Linked DNA regions of Mus musculus: region 2 is linked to region 1. The links are chromatin contacts, called in public promoter capture Hi-C maps. All regions are on one chromosome and are shown on one strand. The core of a region is the stretch at or near the end of the contact, and the rest is flanking DNA. Distances in the headings are between cores, read along the strand shown. Region 1 overlaps Slc25a43 (solute carrier family 25, member 43). Region 2 holds the start of Ube2a (ubiquitin-conjugating enzyme E2A).

Region 1 (6,690 bases), core at 3,366-5,865:
ACACACACATATACTGGCATTATTTTTTAGAAATTGTGTTTGGACTACAAATAAAAGTTGGTAGCTTACTGTTTTTACTTATCACATAGCAGATTCAGCTCCAGGCCATTAACTGTTTAGTTATCAAGTGCTATTTTGCCCTATGAACATCTTAGAAATAGTTAAAATTTCTCAGTTTCTAAGTAATGGGGCTATTTCTAATTCTTAAGTATAACAACACTGTAATGAAACCTCTTGTGTTTTTCACATTATATTCCTAGAAATTTTCTTGCAGGCCACAAGACCTGAAGGAGTATTGAGGACTAAGCCCAAGGACATGTGTGAGTTAGACTAGGATTCTACTACCACTGAGCTACACCCCCTGCCACTGCATATTTTTCTGTGTGCCAAGATCTCCTTAAACTACCAGGACTGGCCTTGATCTCCCCACATAATCCAGGAAAGGCTTCAAACTGAAGAGCTTCCCGCCTCAGTCTCCAGGGAGCTGGGATTTTCAGCATGAGCTACCGTGCCCAGCTCACGTCCTCTCTGTTGCTCATGTGGTTTTTGTTTGTTTTGACATTTATTTATGTATTTATGTATTTATTTATAGATTGTATTTGTATCAGTGCTCTGTCTGCATATACCCCTGTATGACAGAAGAGGGCATCAGACTCTATTATAGATAGTTTTGAGTCATCTCTCCACCTCCTTGTTTCTTTGTTTTAAAGACACGGTTTCTCTGTGTAGCCCCTGGCTGTCCTAGAACTCACTCTGTAGACCAGGCTGGTCTCAAACTCAGAGATCTTCCTGCTTCTGTCTGCCAAGGGTTGGGATTAAAGGCATACGCCACCATGCTGACTCAATGAAATTTACACGAGGCAGAGGTGGGTGGATTTCCATGATTTTGAGAATAGCCTGGTCTACAGAGTGAGTTCTAGGACAACCAGGGGCTATACAGAGAAACCCTGTCTCAAAAAAAAAAAAACAGAGAGAGAGAGAGAGAGAGAATACCTTCTCTCTCTCTCTCTCTCTCTCTCTCTTGCTCCCAGGGACATCCCCAGCATTTTCTTGCCTCTTTTGAGTCTGTCCTAGCTTAGGTAAAGTTTGGTGAGCTCTGGATCTACCTAAAATCGAACCTTGAGGCCTGGGGGTGGGGCTAGTCATCAGAGAGGGTTTCAGGCTGTTCTGTGATATCTAGATGTGAAGCTGAGAGATTTTGGTCTTCTCCATAAATCTTCAGCTTTACTTTCTTTTTCTGGTTGCTAAAACAATGGCTTTCTCTAGGAGACTCTAGCCAACACTACATTCTGCACTAGAATATCACCTTACCATAGCAATCTGCCACCAACCAGGGTAAGAAACACTGAGAGTGAGAATTTGAGTGCAGTCCTACTCATTTTCCCTTTGTGTGGGAACCTTCTAGCTAATGTATATATACTGTGTCAAGAAGCTGCAGTCAAGGCTGCGTATGGTGTCACTTGCCTGTGATCTCAGTGACAGAGGCAAGAAGGTCACAACTTCAAGGTCACCATCATCTACATAGCCAGTTTGAGATTAGCCTCAAGAAAACAAAAACAGAGAAAACAGCTTTCAAATAAATGCAAAGTCATAGTGGTTGTTTTTAAAAACACAAAATAAATGTACTGTAAAATAGGATTAGCATCTAATTATGACTAACATCATAAATGTCATCTGAAGATATAGTAAGCCAACTAATATGACGCAGCCAAAATTTTATTCTTCATGGGTTAGTAAATATAACAATTTGTCCATAATACATATTTTTAAAATTAACACCCAGGACAGAACCACAGGCCTTCAAATGCAAACATGGCATTACCTTCTCTGTCCACTAGGTGTCACTGCAGTAAACACATAGTCTCTGGCCATGGAAAGCTATGAACCAGCAACTTAGTGAGTTACTAACCTCACAGGCCCAGCTCAGAATCGCTTTCAGTTAGGAAGATAAGGGGGCAGAAGCAACAGGAAACGCCTAAAGTTTTTTTTTTTCCTGTAAAGCACATAATGCAATATTCATCAAGAAGAGAAAGCCATAAGAACCACACACTTCCACTGGATCAGGCAGGTTTCCGCACTTCATTTGTCACAAGGGCACCAAGCTGCTGTGACCTGAACACAGTTAATGGTAACATTTGCATTCCATTGGTTTTCTCCATGGCACTGCCCACCATGAAGCAAATCAACAGCAGGTGTCTGGTGGATAGCCAACTGAACAGGGAGTTTTTCCCAGCACCCACAGTGGCTGACGCCTTTGTCTGAGTGCCTGTCTTCATGGGCTTTTATCCAGACATTCGGACATACAATCTGTCTGTCTAATACCACGGCAGGTTGGAACTCTTCTGAACATTAATGACAATAATCAGAAGTCTTGTTTAGCCACCTGAGCCCTTCCTTCACCAGGCTTACATGCATTTTATCCTGCTTTTCTTTTGCTTGCTTGGCCCTGCTAGAGGATGGAGAGGTAAATAATTTATGCATGCGCATGTTTTGAGAGAATGTTTCTCGGGGAGAAGGGTCAGTTGTATGTGGAATGAAATGCCTCTACCTTGTGTGCTTTCACGGACCCTAATGCCACCCTGCCTGAAATCTCCTTTTCCACGTGTCTGTACATTTTAACTCCAGCTCCTCTGGATACAGCCTGGCCCTTCTATCTGCATCTCCACCTGGCTAAGACCCTGGGCCAGAAGATGCTGGCAGCACTAAGTGTATTAAAGAAACAATAGGCTGGGCATAGTGGCATAACCTTTAGGGAGGCAGAGGCAGGTGGATTTTTGTGAGTTTGAAGGTAACCTTGTCTACATAGCAAGTTCAAAGCCAGTCAGACCTACACAGTGAGCTACTGTCTCAAAGGGGTGGGGAGGGTGAAGAAAAGGAAAGGATTTAATACAAGAAAGTATAAGATGGAAGAAATGTTGACAACAAATATTTTATGTGATTAATCTATAAGCCCTATTAAGAACCAAAGAATTATGGGGGGGGGGGGAACTATAATAGTTCCATAGGCAGGTGTATGTGAAAGAGAAGGAGAGGCAGGCTGGGAACACTTTGCTGGGAGTCTGGGGAACAGCTTCGAACATGGGACCTGGAGTCTGGTAGGCCTTATGAAAGAATCAGGAAGGAGGTCCACGAACCCTCCCTCCACTCTGTTGCTCCTATTAGTTATCTCCATTTCACCAAATACAAACCCATGTGCCGTCCTGTTGATTTATACCCCAGTGGACTTTGCCCCCACCACAACTCACAGGGTAAGCAGGATTAGGCCAAGTCAGCATTTGAACTGAAAGTGCATAAAATGAAGGACAAAGGTGGTATCCAAGTGGCACAGCTCAGTGAGCAGAACACACATGGTCAGTGAATAAACAGAGGCCCCAGCCTGCTCAAATAGCCTCCACTCGGACCGCAATGGATACCACCTTGAGCAAGCTTTGCAGATACACAGTCACTTCATTAACCCACTCGGGGCTTCTAATGCTCCATCCTATGTCTTCACCCCCGCCTCCCTCCTCAGTCCTGAGCTCATGGTTCTCACAGCCTGCTGATTTGGACCGCTGAGTAGCACATCTTCACGATCACTTCCAACCCACTGTCTATCAAAGTTACCCATGTTCCCCTAAAACTGTCTTTCTAGACTTTTCCCTTTCTGGGCCATCAGTGTCCTAGATAGCCAAGCTAAGCATCCAGAAGTTAGGCTTGCCTCTGCCGTCCCTTCATCCAACCAACCCAAAGTTCATTTGCTTCTGCATTCATAAGTCTCCTACATGGGTCCTTTTTTTTTTTTTTATTGCCCTGACTCCCAGTCAAAGTCCTTATCAGCTCATAGTGCAGCACATACTGTTCTCTATGAGTGATTCTAAACGTGACTATTAGTACTGAGTGGGAAGATATAGTAGGCACCGGGCCAAGTGGATGTTCATTATGTCATCCAATCCTTACAACAATTCACAAAGTAAGCACTGTTGTTACTATATCTGCGTGTGAGTGCCTGTGTGTGTGTGTGTGTGTGTGTGTGTGTGTGTGTGTGTGTGTGTCACAGTGCACATACAGAAAGAAGTCAGACAACTTACGGGAGTCAGAGATCTCTGTCCGCCACGCAGGGCAGGTTCTGGAGCTTAAACTCAGATCGTCAAGTCTTGGCAGCAAGCACTTTTACCTGTTGAGCCATCTTGCCTATTGAGATGAGAAAACTGAGGCACTGTAGATTACAAGCCCATCTTTGAGCAACGGAACTGGGACAAAGGCCATGCATGCAGGTTTGCCTCCCGGATCAGAGCTCACTTCAGTCCATGGGTTTCTTGCAGAACAAATGTTCTTTTGCCCTGTCACTGTGGCTCCTCTATCACCTTTAGAGAATAAAGGCCGGCCCATTAGCTTGGCATGTTTCCCTCACCGACTTCACTGTGCGTGCTGTATAGAAGCCCTTTGTATAGGGAGTTGCAGAATCAAATGTCTGTAAGAATTCAGAAACAGCATGGACAGGAGAGCTAGGGAGACCCAGATAACGGGCACTCAGCCCCAAACAATAAGCCTTTAAATGCATTCTAAGCCATCGTGCCTTTTGAAAGCATTCTGGAGAACTAAACTCTCTGCTCACAGAATGTGATTAGCATTTAAATATGCGTAGCAGAAAAGAGTGAAGTGAGCTGGTGGAGGCTGCAGCTAAACTGCAAGAGTCTCCTCTCAGAAGGATGGTTGCCATTTAGAAATGCAAGCCCAGTTTTCAAGGGAGCCCCTAAATTTACATCCAGATTGTGATGTGAAATCTTTCTTTCTTTTTTTTTTTTTTTAAGGCTGCAAATAAAAAGTACTGTCTGGGCAAAGCACAACATGCCTTCTTTTGGCCTCTGTTCAATTGAAGCATCCAGTTGCAATAGTGAAGAAGTTCCCCTCCCCCAAGCCCTGAAGACCAAACGTATTTTATATTCTGGTCAACAGGCCTTTGTTCCTGCAGCTACCTCTCTCTGCCTAAGCATCACTTCTGTCTCTGTAAAGGTTCAACTGAACTTACGTTGGTAGTAGTATCTGTTGCTTTTGTTTGCTGGCTTTTCCCACCCATAAGGCACACATTTTCAGATAATGCATAAAGGCAGCTATTTAAGCCTTTGAGAACCACAATGCAGGCACTCTAGCCCACTGGAGAGGGAGTCCTGGGGAAGAAGAAACTAAATTAACTATAGGGTACCTTCTCTGAAAAGGTGGATGCTGTTTTTCACTGACTCCCTCTTCTACTCCCATGTCTATGGGCACAGTCGTTGTATTCCCAAAAGTTGTGGGTGAGTAACTCCTTTTAAAGGGTGCTGTTAGCCTCACCGTGGGTCCTCTCACTTTGACAATTTTCTTCCATAGCATTTTTTCCTCTTTTACCCTTTTTTATCTCAACATCATTGCTCTGCTGTCCCTTCCCTGCCAAAACTACCTCCTGGTAGCAGCTATCTTATTTTCCCAAGCAGAAATAGTCTCCTCAATGCCAGTGTCTTCGTTTGCTTAGTTTTGAGCATCCCTACTCTGGAACTCTGAAAACCAAAATACTCTAAAGTCAGAAACTTGGAGCATCCACATGATGGAAGATTCCACAACTGATCTCAAGTAAAGGACTGCAAACAAATACAGACACGCTGGAAAGACTGTCGATGGGGTGGGGGAGATGGTTATTACATACGCACAAGGGCTTCAGTTTGAATTCCTCAAACCTGTATAAAGCTAGGCATGACAGTAGTGTACTCTAAAATTCTAGCACTCCTCTTTTGAGATAGGGGACAGAATTAAAGGAATCCACAGAAACTCGTGGCCCAGATGGCCTCACCTGCACAGCAGTAAACAGAGATGCTATGTATCTAATAAGACAGAACTGAGGACCACATCTGAGATGTCCTCTAACCTCCACACATAAGACCCAGCACACATGTACCATCACACAGACACACACACACCATATACACATGCATATGAATATATGATAATAAAAATAAAAATTTAATAAAACAGCATAAAGTTACCTTCATGCTTTGTAAAATAAAATATATATGAAACATAAGTGAATTCCATGCTTTAAACTTTGCTCCCATTCAAAGATCTCTCTTTATATGTAAGTATTCCAAAATTAAGAAATATTCAAAATTTGAGGTACTTCTTATCCCAATCATTTTAGATAAAGGATACTCAACCTAGAAAGCTCTTTTCTTTTTTTAAAAGATTTATTTATTATTATAGATAAGTACACTGTTGCTGTCTTTAGACAGACCAGAAGAGGGCGTCAGATCTCATTATGGGTGGTTGTGAGCCACCATGTGATTGATGGGATTTGAACTCAGGACCTTCGGAAGAGCAGTCAGTGCTCTTAACTGCTGAGCCATCTCTCCAACCCTCTTTAAAAAAAAAGATTTATTTATTTATTTTATGTATGTGAGTACACCGTTGCTCTCCTCAGACACATCAGAAGAGGGCATTACAAATGGCTGTGAGCCACCATCTGGTTGCTGGGAATTGAACTCAGGACCTCTGGAAGAGCCGTCGGTGCTCTTAACTGCTGAGCCATCTCTCAGCCCCTAGAAAACTCTTTTATGCATGTCACAAGATCCCTTATATTATAAATGTGTTTCTTTTCTCTAAATTGCAAGCTCTTGGCCCATGGGAAGTATATGTTATATTTTTGTGTATCCCTAAAACATGTAGTCTCACATAACAGGCACT
Region 2 (7,565 bases), core at 617-3,116, 110 kb after region 1:
AAGACTGGGCTCTCCGAGAGAGAGAGAGAGAGAGAGAGAGAGAGAGAGAGAGAGAGAGAGATTGATTTCAAAATGTGAGCAGGATTTAATGGGAAAGAAAATCTCTGTTGAAGACTGAAGCTGTAGTAGTTCCCATGGTAAAGGATGCGCTTGTCTCTGGGAGGTGAGATTGCCTGATACAGTGTTTCTCCTCCACAGTAGCAAAAGAGCCCTGCAGCTACTTTCTTGCTCTCTAGGGAGAAGATTCTGAATGCCCAGCTCTAATGGTGTCGCTTCCTGCCTCCACTACCTTCCAAGGATTCCATTAGCTTGGCATTCAAAACTCTCCCAGATTTAACTCAAACCTGCCTTTCTCATAATTTCCAGCATCCTTGTCTGCCCACTAAGTGACTTTTGGGTTGATCTTTGAAAATGCTTCTTTGAAACTGTTCTTGCTTTTGCAGGTCCCTATACTCCCTGGGAGGCTTGCCTGAGACTTGCAGCTTTTCCTGTGCGCCCTGCCTCTCCTTGCCGCCTCCGGTCCTTCCAATACTCTCCAGCTGGATAAGCTCATACCTCAGACTCTTCTAAACTAGCTGCTTGGCTTGCTGAATTACCAAGGGGAAATGTGGTTCCAGAGACAAATTGTGAGTACCCATAGAGATTGTAAAAAGTCTATTTTCCCTGGGAGAAGCTCTCATTTCTTTTTTTTCTTTCTTTCTTTCTTTTCTTTTCTTTCTTTTTTTTTTTTTCCGACACAGGGTTTCTCTGTGTAGCCCTGGCTGTCCTGGAACTCACTTTGTAGACCAGGCTGGCCTCGAACTCAGAAATCCGCCTGCCTCTGCCTCCCGAGTGCTGGGATTAAAGGCGTGCGCCACCACGGCGAAGCTCTCATTTCTGCCACTGCCCCCCAACATCATTTCATTCAGTCCTAGGGTTAAAAGTTGGGTTTGAATTGTGCACCCTCATCTCAAAGAAGATGGACCCAAAGTCCATTTTCATACTCAAGAGCTATTTATTTATTTATTTATTTATTTATATTACTTTCCCCATGACTTTAAGCAGTTACCCCAGCCTCTCGTGTCTACAGGACTGTGACCCTAACATCCTTGCCTTTGGAGAACTGCTTTGCCTGTGCCAAGTCTTTCCTCCACTCTTTTCTTTCAACTAATCTTCTCGCCTCTTTCCCCGACCCTAAACAGTAGTTGGCAGTTTAATAATTCATTCTTTGTCAAAACAGAAGAAAGGTTAAAGACATATTCCTGGCAGGCTGAGGTGACCTCCAAGTCCAGCCTCTGGGATTCACAGTGAGTCTGAGTTAGCCTGTGTTACATTAGATACTACAAGAGACCAACCCTACAATCAATCAGCCAATCAATCAATCAACAAATAAGTGGAGGAAGAAGGGGGAACCAATAACAAAACAAGAAGTAATTAAAAGACTGGCATGGTGGTGCACTCTTGTAATCCCAGCATTTGGGAGGTGAAAGCAGGAGAGTCAGGAGTTCAAAATCATGCTCAACGACACAGTGAGTTCGAGGTTCTCTGGCCTATAGGAGACTCTGTCTCAACAGAGGGGGAAAAAAGATAGAAAAAGAGCCCCTCCTTCCCGAAAAAAAGTAAGTACCTATAAAAAGAAAACTTCGCAGGGGTTCCTCTTCAAGTCAGCAAGTGGGGCCCGCGCTGCTCCCTGTTAAATCACCGGGACTTGAAGGTTTCCTTTGCTTCCCGCCTAGCCTTTTCCCCCAGGGAACTTGGCCACCTCCTCCCTTAGGTCCAGGGCCAGGGCTCTCAGGTGGGACGTGATTGACAGGTCAACTTTGGCTCTCCCCGCCCCGTGGCCGCCTTGGTACGGTCCGCCGGGCGTAAGGCGTTCCCCGCACCCCCCCGCGCGTTCTCCCCAGGTTGGTTCGGCCCCCGTCTACTCTGGGGTGGTGCTTAGCCGGCGCCAGACCGACCCTCGGCTCCGGAGCGGCAGTGCCGTCCCTCTCGGCGCCTCCTCGGCTTCTCCGGCTTCCTCGGCTTCCTCGGGGACCGCGGACCCTGGTATATGCCCGACTGCTGAGCCCGCTAAAGCCATGTCGACCCCGGCCCGGCGCCGCCTCATGAGGGACTTCAAGAGGTAACCCGCGTCCGCGAGGGCCAGGCGCTCGAGGGGGCGGCCTGCCTGCCCGCCTGCCTGCCTGCCTGCCGGGGGGCACAGGGCGGAGCCCGAAGCGGAGCGGCTCCGGGTGTGATGGGGAGGGGGATCCCGGCGGCGAATCGCGGGGCTGAGGGCAGCCGCTGTGTGTCTGTTTCTGAAGGTTACAGGAAGATCCTCCGGCCGGAGTGAGCGGGGCTCCGTCGGAGAACAACATAATGGTTTGGAATGCGGTCATTTTTGGGTGAGTCTGCGGGCCGGCTCTCGCCGGCGACCGGGGCAGGGAGGACCGGGGCCGGCCCCTAGACGAGCCGCGCATGGGGGGAAAGGGGAAGAGAGTTGGGGTTGCTTGGGCCTAGGCGCCTCCCCGGAGCCTCTGCCTCGATTAGCTGCCTTCTCTCTGCTAGGGGAACTCTTTGGGGTTCTTGGTGGCGAGGGGCAGCGGAGGCTGCGGCGGCCTGCGCCGCCTTTTCCTAACCCGGGACAGCGGTGCGGGACGGACCAGGCGGCAGGGATGGGAAACCTTGACAGAGCCGCCGCCTCTGAGGCTGCGGGGAGGCGGGGACCCTCTGAGCCGGCACTAACGGGCTCTTGTTTTTGTTTTTATTCTGTGTTGCAGGCCCGAAGGGACCCCGTTTGAGGATGGTAAGAGAGTTTCTTAGCCCACCTTTCAGGAGCCTACTCTTCAGGGGAAAGGGGGTCCCGGGTATCAGCAAGCGCCCCCCACTTAAAGAAGCGGCTTTGCCCCTGCCACCTCTGACCACCAAAGGCTCAAGTGAAATTCAGTGTGTGGCGGATTGTTCTGGCTAGACCTAGGCTTAATCAAAACTTCACTTTTTCCGTTCGTTTGTGTCGTCTCCCCCCCCCCCCGTTTAATCCATCCTGGGTGAAAGTAGTCACTTTTTAAAAGAAGTGCCACAGCGCTGGTATTCAGGGTTGTGGAGGTTTGAGCAGCCTTCTTGCTAACTTTAGCCCCCACAGAGATAATGCAGCAGGAAACCAGTTCACCAGCAACCATCTGGTCCACAAAGCGTTCCATCCCCAGGGCAAGAAGTGTGTTCAGCAGTGCTTAGTGTGTGGCTTGTTTAGTGCTGAATGGATGCAAGCTTCTCTGACATACAGTTGCCTGCCTGGCTTGAGCAATGTCACTAAGGTCACGAGCCTCACTTCTTTAGAGATGCTCTTCCATGTCTAATTTCAGTATAATGTTGTTCCTTGAGTTTTCAATTCATTTACAGTGTGTGTTTCCGGTTAGATCCTCTGACTGATAATCTCAAAGCAGTTTCAGAATTGAGATTTGCCTCACAGTAGCCCCCGTTTGGCCGGTATCCAGTCTACTTGAATGTTGAGTTTATATCAAGAGGTGCATAACAAACGATTTAGGCTTTAACTTTTTTTTGTTGTTGTTGTTTTTTGTTTTTTTCGAGACAGGGTTTCTCTGTACAGCCCTGGCTGTCCTGGAACTCACTCTGTAGACCAGGCTGGCCTCGAACTCAGAAATCTACCTGCCTCTGCCTCCTGAGTGCTGGGATTAAAGGCGTGTGCCACCGCTGCCCGGCTAGTCTCTGGTTCTTGATCATCTAACTAGTATCAGATATGCTTTCCATCTTGTGGGGTGGGCTTTAAGTCAAATCAAACATTGGTTGGTTATGCCACCATTGCACTAGCATTTTTTTTTCAGGCATAACAGTATTGTAGGTAATATGGAGAGGTTGCTGTTTGCCTTTCTCCTTTGGTAGCTGGGATCAAAGGCGTGCGCCACCACACCCGGCTAGGCTTTAACTTTTAAACACATAATAACTGCTCTTCAAAACTTGATATATTTATTGAATGCTGCCTTGCTGTCCTATGCCTTTCATTCTTGCACTTAGATGGCAGAGTGGGCAGGCAAGACTCCATGAGTTTGAGACTAGTCTAGTCTACTGTAATTTCAGGCCAGTCAGAGTTATCCTTGTCTTAAAAATAAAACAACAAGGAAAAGCCTTCCCCACTCTAATTTGACATAATTACAGATTCCTGTGCAGTTGAAATAAATACTATTAATGAGTCCCTGTAAACTCTTACCCAAGTCCCATTACCTTTTTGGCAATATCTTTTGTTTTTTTTGTTGTTGTTGTTTGTTTTTGTTTTTGTTTTTGGTTTTTTTTGAGACAGGGTTTCTCTGTGTAGCCCTGGCTGTCCTGGAACTCACTCTGTAGACCAGGCTGGCTTCCGATTCAGAAATTCACTACCTCTGCCTCCCAAGTGCTGGGATTATGGCAATATCTTGAATGACTACAATATCAGAATCAAAATTGGCAGTGATACAGTTTTATATGCATATACTAAATTGTGTGTGTTTGGTTTTGGGGCTATTTTTAAGGTTTCATTCATTTAAAGGATGGTTAGATCATTTTGAGTTCTCTAGTACTTGGGGTACTTAAAACCTCTAATTTTTTTCTCAATGACTTATCTTTAGTAATGTACGAATGTGCACACACACACAAAGACACATATGCCTTTAGTTTAAAAACATTTCTAAACTTTTTTCCTATATATGTTGCTGAGTCAGACTGCTTTTTGTTACTACTAGTAACTAAATGCTGTGAGGTGAGTCAAAATCAACTTATTCTGTAAATTGCCTCAAATACTCAAGACATCCTTCGGAAACCATTGACGGTCACCAGAGTACTGTAAGCTTTTTCTCTGCTTCACTGGCTAGGTAAATGTTGCTGCTCTTTCATGCTGCAATAAAAAAGAAGCCGGGCGTGGTGGTGCACGCCTTTTGATCCCAGCACTTGGGAGGCAGAGGCAGGCAGATTTCTGAGTTCGAGGCCAGCCTGGCCTACAGAGTGAGTTCTAGGACAACCAGGGATATACAGAGAAAAACTGTCTCGAGAAAAACGGAAAAAAAAAAAAAGAAATGTCACAGGACTGAGTGATTCTGGGGCACACAACTTTGGTGAATTTAGTGTAAGAGTCTAACTTTTCTCTGCTAGATTGGTGCTACTTTTATTTGTCAGGTTTTTTTTTTTTTTTTTTTTTTTTTTTTTTTTTGCTGTGTAGCCTTGGCTGTCCTGGAACTCAACTCAGAGATCCTCCTGCCTTTGCCTCGCAAATGCTAGAATCAAAGGTTGAGGCACTACCACCTGGCTGGTGTTAGCTAAGTCTTTATAGGTAAGTCTTATGTGTAGCCCAGTGGCTCTCAACCTTCTTGATGCTGCATCCCTTTAATACATTCCCTTATGTTGTGACACTCAACCATAAAATTATTTTCCGTTACTACTTCATAACTGTAATTTTGCTACTGTTGTGAATTGTAATGTAAATAAATGTGTTTTCCAATGGTCTTTGGTGGCCCCATGTAAAAGGGGCATTGAGCAGCACCCTTCAAGGTCACAACCCACAGGTTGAGAACCACTGGTGTAAACTGGTTTAGCAGTAATGGGCTTTACTTTCATTGCGCCACACCCCCATTTTGCGCAGACTGTTTTATCTTAGGCACAGCTTATTAATAGCTCATCGTTTTGCTAAAGGCTGGCTACTTAAGGTTTCAAGAGTGCTCCTGATGTTTAAAGTAGTCCGATTTGAAAAGGTACTTGTGGAATCCATTACCTTCCCGGATTGTTGCCTTTGATAGTACTGGCTTTTCTTGTTTGATGGTGTATATCTATCTCTAACATGGCATAGCTGAAAGGGGTTAAGCTAACTGACAGTGCCTGTCTCACAGTCCCGTACACAGGGACTGCTTCCTCCAGTGTTTAGAGCTCTGACTAGCAAAAACAAGTACTGGCCTTTTTGCATTACTTCTAATTACTTTTGGAGAATTTATAATTAGGGAGGAGATTTGGTAGAAATAAATAACGTGTTTCCAAATTAAAAGCCCTCATACAACTTTTCATTAATTCTTGGTAGATTCTTGGTCCTAGTTAAAAAGGAAATCTAGCCGGGCTTGGTGGCGCACGCCTTTAATCTCAGTACTCGGGAGGCAGAGGCAGGCGGATTTCTGAGTTCGAGGCCAGCCTGGTCTACAAAGTGAGTTCCAGGACAGCCAGAGCTACACAGAGAAACACTGTCTCGGAAAAAAAACCACAAAACAAACAAAAAAAAGGAAATCTGGAACAAAGAAACAAATTGCTTTTTTTGAGACAGCGTTTCTTTGTAGCCTTCTTACAAAAAAAAAAAAAGAAAAAAAATACTTTGTTGAAATATCTTTGTAGGTAAGCTAAATATAAAAGTTATGGGATATATATATATAAATATATATATATAAATATATATATATTTATATATATTTATATTTATATTTATATATATATTTATATATTTATATATATAAATATATATATAAATATATATATATAAATATATATATATATATATATTTATATATTTATATATATATTTATTTGGGTTTATCGAGACAGGGTTTCTCTGTGTAGCTCTGGCTGTCCTGGAACTCACTCTGTAAGAACAGGCTGGCCTCAAACTCAGAAATCTACCTGCCTCTGTGTCCCGAGTGCTGGGATTAAAGGCTTGTGCCACCACCCGGCTTTGGGTAAGTCTTAATTTATTTATAAATCAAATGTTTTACTTTTGAAGAGAGCTAAAACTTTTACAAAGACTGGGTTCGCTACTTAGTAGCTAGGGTAAAACTCCTGTTGCTTTTCCAGGCCACAGTCAGGCAGAGGGCTTCAGCCAAGGAATTTGAACTGGCTGCATATATACTCAATTAATGAATATATGTGTTTGCGCTGACAGGAAATGAGTGAGGCTTAATATCTGAATTTACTTGTGTACTTCTGACTGGTAGTAAAGTTCGGAGTTTGTATTTTTCTCTCGTTCAGTCAGCTCTAGGTATATGAGGCAGAATTATAGCTAAAGCAGTTGTTCATTTATGGGGAGCCTTGTAGGACTATACACCTGCCACATTCAAAGCCTTCCAGCAGTATCGCAGTGGATACTAAGTATTAGCTTTCTTTTTGCACATGCAAAAGGTGAGGTTTAGTCAAATAAATACAGACTCAGTGATACATGTATTTTTTTTTTTACCACATGTCTGTGTACCATGTGTATGCTTGTTACCCATGGAGGCTAGAAGAGGCCATGGGATCTTCTGAGCCTCCATTTATGTGCTGGGAACCCAGCCCTGAAACCCATTGTGATGTTTTTGTAGTTGCTTTCCTTGTGTATTGCTTTATTCTCTTTGGGTACCACATTCAATGAAGGTTTAGTTAAGAGTAGCTGGAGTCTCTGTGTGCTGTTAAGCTTGCCCAGTTTTCGAGCAGTTTCTTGGTCATACATCCATTACCTATAGCTGAGTGAGATTTTATCACTTACCTGTTTATAATAAGAGTTCTAATGAATAGGGTCTGCCATTTCCACTTTTCTTGCATTTCAGTCAATACGAAGAGGAAGATTGCTGGGTGTGGCAGGATACACCTTTACTCCCAGCACTGGGGCGCAG

Evidence for each region. Promoter capture Hi-C pulls out the DNA fragments that hold promoters and counts their contacts.
Region 2: a promoter capture Hi-C map of embryonic stem cells shows a contact between it and region 1. The contact joins the promoter of Ube2a here to the enhancer-like site in region 1. A contact is called at or near these places in 7 of 39 promoter capture datasets (the C10 cell line, cranial neural crest, embryonic stem cells and 3 more), 1 of 15 datasets of contacts at CTCF or cohesin (embryonic stem cells), 13 of 484 Hi-C or Micro-C datasets (differentiating embryonic stem cells, embryonic stem cells and erythroblasts), 2 of 115 datasets of contacts at active chromatin or transcription factors (both in embryonic stem cells) and 3 of 9 other capture datasets (adipose tissue, embryonic stem cells and liver).

The regions. Positions count from the first base shown.
Region 1 is chrX:36,759,231-36,765,920 of GRCm38.p6, forward strand. All of the region lies in intron 3 of Slc25a43 (solute carrier family 25, member 43), which reads left to right. Among named protein-coding and RNA genes, the nearest start is that of Gm23613, 14 kb to the right of the region's middle. Within about 2 kb of position 4,616, at least 36 of the 459 cell types and tissues checked have an H3K27ac peak or open chromatin away from gene starts, as enhancers often do. A contact at or near this core is called in differentiating embryonic stem cells, embryonic stem cells and liver, where this site is marked.
Region 2 is chrX:36,872,429-36,879,993 of GRCm38.p6, forward strand. It overlaps Ube2a (ubiquitin-conjugating enzyme E2A), which reads left to right and starts at 1,867. Exons shown (of 6, transcript NM_019668.4): 1 at 1,867-2,101; 2 at 2,283-2,363; 3 at 2,739-2,764. The coding sequence starts at 2,058.